Linked DNA regions of Mus musculus: region 1 is linked to region 2. A link is a contact called in public HiChIP or PLAC-seq data. All regions are on one chromosome and are shown on one strand. Each heading gives the region's core, a stretch centred on a gene start, on an enhancer-like site or on the middle of the called end of the contact. The rest is flanking DNA. Distances are from core to core; before and after follow the strand shown. Region 1 overlaps Gm20757 (predicted gene, 20757). Region 2 holds the start of Rmst (rhabdomyosarcoma 2 associated transcript (non-coding RNA)).

Region 1 (2,700 bases), core at 1-2,500, 150 kb before region 2:
TGGCCAGGCTCAACCCTTTTCTCTGACTCTTGGACTGTGTTACAGCAATCCCCTAAGGAGCCCAGAGTGGGTTCTGAGGTAAAGTAGATTCTATGAGGGTTCCAATGGAGCCTTATGAAGCAATTGAGATGTGAAAGATGGCCTAGGAGATCTGTGTGAGTCAGATGTTAGTCAGTAGAGCGTGTTCCCTCTCCCCTTGGTTTCTGCCTCCCTCAGAGCTGCATCCTGCCTTAGCCTTCTGTTCTTTCATTTCTCACCAACACTTCCAATAGAGGGTAAAGAAGAGATAAGTGCCAGAGAGGGTGATTCACTGTGTACATTTTGGGGGTACCTCCAAGGTCTTCCTTGGGCCTCAAATCTATAATTCCATATCCTCAATGATCCCAGGAATTTGGGAAGTGCATGTTGAAACTCAAGCTCTGATTTGTAATTTTAAGCTAGTGTTTCCCTCAAAAGACCTTGCTTTGAAAGTCAGTGGCAAGAAGGAGCTTTGTAAAGATGCCTCATCAAAGATGAGATGGACAATTAGGTCAGAGACACCTTATCCATCAATACAGCTTCTTTCTTGGGTTGGTTTGCCAAGACGCATGGTGCAGGGAGCTAGTTTCCATCTCTTCCCACTGCTATAGCCTCAGTGTTTTCATTTTATCGCATCCTTAAATGTCTGTGTGTCACTGGGGACCCTGATGGATAGACATTTGGTGACTCAGAGCCTCTATTGTAACTGCTGGTAGCTAAACAACTCCATGACTTTCTCTCTGTACGTTAACAGGCGGCTCTTCCTATCACGTAGGATAAGCCAATTAGCATCAGTCTCACAGATGGAACCTCTGTGATGTCCCTGGAATCCACCCTCCCCTCCTCATTTCAACAGCTGCCACATTAATTCTGGTTCCTCTAAGCAGGCTGCACTCACTAGCTCCTACAAGGCCCCCTGGCACTGGCCCCTTCTCCTCACAACCATTCCACCCAAAGCTTTCAGCTTCTCTTTTTGAAGCCTGGCTTAATATGGACCATTTACAAGAAATGGATCTTAAAGGAGTCCCAGTGTCCACATCCCTGTGTCTTCTGGGCTTTCAGAATTCCTCATTTTCCCTGTGTAACATGCAGACTTTCACCTTGCATCATTTGCCAAGCTGTCTTATAAAAAAACGGATGGGCACATAAATCTCTTCCCTTCAGTGGTGAGCTGCCTCGAGGCAAGTAAGGACTTCTTGTGTGTCCCCAAAGTCCAGCCCAGAGCCCTGCTCACAGTAGGGTCCCTTCTGATTACTGAATCAGCAATGGGAACAGCAGGCTCTTAGTCTATCCTATGACTTCTCCTCATACAATGGATGACAAATGACAATCAAATACCATTCTAAACAGCATACCACAAGCCTGCTAGAATAGAGTTTAGTTGCAATATGGTCATACTCATTCATAATGTTTTGCATATGACATAGCTTATAATACACAGTTGCAGTACAGATCATCTGGGCTGGGAGGTCAGAAAATATTTGCTACCTGATATTTTACACAAGTGAGCAAGGCTGTGCCCATACATGAACGGCAGGAAATTTGCTTTATTTCTATATGTACCTCACAATCAATATTTATTGAACGAATGATTCGTCAGCTCAAGATTTAGCTAGGTGGCACAATTCAAACAATTGTTTTTAGTTTTGTGTTGAGATGAACCATGGTGAATAACCATCTGATAGTGGGTTCCTGCTTTCCACTCACTAATTAATTCAGTCGATGATGATTTTTAAATACTGTCTTTGTCATTGAGATGCACAGTGAGCAAAACTGACGTGATCCTTTCCTTTATGGAACTTAGCATCCTTGGAGGAAGACAGACATCAACCCACTGTCAAGGTTATCCTTTTGGTTGTTGTAAGAAAACAGGTGTCATGTAGTGCTGAATGCCTGTCCCAGGGAAGCAGCCTCCATCAGATAGGTCAGGAAGACAGCTATTTGTAAGCTCCAGACAGAAGGATTGCAAGTTCAGAGTCAGCCTGGTTAACTCCTAAATCAGCAGACAGTGGGTCTAAATAAAACTATAGTCATACAACAACAACAATAATAAATAATAATAATAATAATAATAATAATAATAATAATAATAATAAGCCAGAAGAACTCAATGGTAGAGCTCTTGCCTAGCATGTGCAAGGCCCTAGGCTCAATCCTTATTACTGAAACCAAACTAACAAGCAAACAAACAGATTAAAGTAAGAGTATCCCAGGATGGAAAAATCTCTAGATGACCCTGTCAGAAGGAGCTTGGTAAAGTGAGGGGAATGAATCAGAGGAGTTTCTCAAGCTGAGAGGAATGTTATGAACCCTGCTGGGGAGGAGAGGAAGGTCAGGACGAGAGCCTGTAGGGAGTTCTGTTCTTATTCTGTGAACTCATCTTCCTAAGAGATACCAGCCTGAACAAATCCAGAAACAACAGCATGGAATCAGCACCCAGATAGCACCATGAATGAGCACACAGAAGAGAACACAGAAGAACAGGCAAGGTGGTGCCAGAGGAAGGCAGGTGGGAGGAGACAGGCTTCAACACCCACTGTTAGTGGTTTCAAAGCCTACCCTTTCCCTCTGAGACAGACCGATCTTTCTGCTGACAGCTGCTTTCAACAATTGATTGTGTATTTCTTAATAAATCAAATTCTAGAAAATGACAGTCATGTTCTTAAATATTGTGATAGCTGA
Region 2 (2,700 bases), core at 189-2,688:
AGCAGAGAGCGCACGACAGGCTTTTCAGATGTCACCAAGTTAAGCAATTTAAACTTCTGGGTTTCTAAAGCCTGTATTAATTGGTTAGAGTTTGAGTCAAATCAGCATTAGTTGAAATGGTTTCAAAATGCTGGAATTTAGGACAAGAGACATTGTACTTTTGCATGCCCTTCCCACTCCCATGCAGAGTTTTCTGAAACACCCTGATGTCATGTCATCTACTTACTAGTTTGCTTATAAAAAATAAATAAAGCAAACCCTAGCTACTTAGGAGAAACTGTTCGGCAGTGCATAGCTGTGTTCTACATGTCTCATTACCATTAACAGCCATGCATGACTAAACCTCCTTCTACTGCTTTGAGTATTTACCCTCTGGCTTTGTGAAGTGATGCCTGAGTGTGGCTTTTACAAAGGAATTTCATAACCATCTATGCTCTGTGCAGCACACCTACCATTTCGGAATATGCACAGTTCTCCTTGGGGGAATCTTGGCAACAATTAAGAGTGTTCAGTGAAAGTAAAGTACAAGTAGTGAGCCTTTTCTGGTTCACCTCTTGCCTTAACTTAGGGACAAGCTACCTTTATTTTATTCTATTCCCCGTTTTCCACTAGTGTCATATAACCAATCGCAAAGCCTCCTTTTCTACACTATAAAGGAAAAGCAGGCCATTCAGCTGACACCCAGAGTTGAAAACTAGAAGCATGGTGTGGTCTGTTGAGGTCCAGGGATTTAAAGGATCAAGTCTGCTATCTGAATCTTCAGATCCACCAAGGAGAAGGGAGAATGAGCATTTTCTCCCTCCTCCAAGTTTTTGTAATTTTGCAAGATTTAGCCACTGGTGGGGAACTAGAGATGAGAGACATTTGGGGGACTCTTGAGAAAGCAATAGAGTTTATGAAAAAAGGGACAGGGAGATCAAAGAGAGTTCAGCCCTTAGGGAAGCAGGTTTACTGGGGTGGCATTTTATAGAGGGTATTTTAAATGGGTTTTACCCCTATGCACAAGATTGGGACCCTTCTGGTTAACAGACCCCATCTGTACTGAAACATCTTTATTTACAGTCAGGGCATTTGAAATAACCTTGATTTTCATCTTCTTCTTCCCTTATTAAATTGGCAGCCCTGCGCTAAGTCTTCCTCTTCTAACCCTTTCTAAGCCTTCATTTCTTCCCAGAGAAAGAAGTCATTTACCTTCAAATGTCACATTTCAGGACTAGTAGCTAAAGTCCCTCTTTGTAGGAAAAAAAATGCAGGCTTAGCTTCTGTCATGAGATCATCTGTCTCAGCCCCATTTATTTCTCCTGGGTGATGAGAAGACCTCTGCTTCTCTGTAAAAAGGCGCTAGGAAAGAAGGAGTTAAAGTGAAGGCAGGCTCGCTGGTTTGCTGAGATCTGTCAGAGGCTGACTGGCTGGCTACATATCTGTCTCTGGAACAATAGGTACCTATATTCTGCACGGGCTTCTGGGCAGGCAGCACTAACACTCAGGAGAAGGTCTGCCTCTGTCTGCGCCTTCCTGGTGAGAATCCCCCCGTAACAGTTCTAGTTTTCAGAGGGGACAGAGAGAAAGAGAGTGAGGTGGGGGGGGAAGGCTGTCTACTCTGTTGATGAAGGACAAAGCTTTGATCATTTTTGTTCAGGCTTCACTTGGCTAGAGGTTTTAGGTTCTTAGACTCCAGTCAGTAGTTGTGTTGGCTTTCTTTCTTTCTCTTAGTCTCTCTGTAGTGTGCTTCTCTCTCTCTCTCTCTCTCTCTCTCTCTCTCTCTCTCTCTCTCTCTCTCTCTCTCTCTCTCCCCTTTCACATTCTCCTTCTGTTGCCCTCCCTCTCTCATTTCTCCTCATAGGTTCAATGCAGGCAGATGAGTGTCACAGATGTAACTGAGGCACTGAATAATCAACATATCGGAGCCAATTCCCAGGACGGCAAGAGGGGGAACCGGCAGAGATGACTGACCCTGGAGGACAAGAGCATTCTTCTGACAAGTTTTAGGTAAGGGAATATTTATATACAATTCGTTCGGAATCTTTGTGCCTGAGAGAGACATTTGTGATTAAGAAAAAGGAAGTCACTATAGGTAAATATCTTTGAGAGGGTACCCTCCCTGGTGTCCCTGGCTTGCAGAACCTGTCAGTGTAAATGCCTGCTTTGTGTTACTAGACTCTTCAGAGGTGAGGTGTGTGCGGGGACTGGAGGAAGGGTGAGCTGCTTTTTATGTCTGTGTGGTGACATTTATCATGCTGTTTAAATCTGTATCTGTAGAAAAAAAATAGAATTTCTGTTTGACGATAGTATCGTTTTTTTTTTGTGCAAGGCAGAGCATATGGCTGTGCAGAATTCAAGTGGCGTTCTTTCATTCTTAATTTGTAATTATTTTTACACTCAACAGTACTGAGGTCAGAGAGTTTTAAAAATTAATGAGATTCCCTGTGGAGTTCAAATAGTAATATCTACAGTGAGCCTCCACAAAGAGATAAGATTAGGCCAGTATATTTTTGCTATAGATTTGGCTGTCTTACTTTGAATACACGCCATCTGAAAGCATATGTAGGGTTCAATAGTTTCTGGGAGTTGCTGTGATTTGGAGACTAGCCCTTAATTTAATGTTTAGTGACCAGGAGCCATGCAGTCCCAGTTAGAGTGCTGAAGATGAACACGGTGAGCGGAGACATTCCTAAAACTTCACAGACATTATTGTCATGA

What was found. HiChIP or PLAC-seq counts read pairs in DNA pulled down with a chosen protein or histone mark.
Region 1: an H3K4me3 HiChIP or PLAC-seq map of embryonic midbrain shows a contact between it and region 2, with 2.6 times the contacts expected there. The contact joins the enhancer-like site here to the promoter of Rmst in region 2. A contact is called at or near these places in 2 of 484 Hi-C or Micro-C datasets (nephron progenitors and uterus), 6 of 115 datasets of contacts at active chromatin or transcription factors (embryonic forebrain, embryonic hindbrain, embryonic midbrain and 3 more) and 1 of 9 other capture datasets (embryonic stem cells).

Annotation. Positions count from the first base shown.
Region 1 is chr10:92,312,986-92,315,685 of GRCm38.p6, reverse strand. All of the region lies in intron 2 of Gm20757 (predicted gene, 20757), which reads left to right. Among named protein-coding and RNA genes, the nearest start is that of Gm20757, 61 kb to the left of the region's middle. Within about 2 kb of position 1,250, at least 15 of the 459 cell types and tissues checked have an H3K27ac peak or open chromatin away from gene starts, as enhancers often do.
Region 2 is chr10:92,163,916-92,166,615 of GRCm38.p6, reverse strand. It overlaps Rmst (rhabdomyosarcoma 2 associated transcript (non-coding RNA)), which reads left to right and starts at 1,438. Exons shown (of 13, transcript NR_028262.1): 1 at 1,438-1,518; 2 at 1,844-1,989.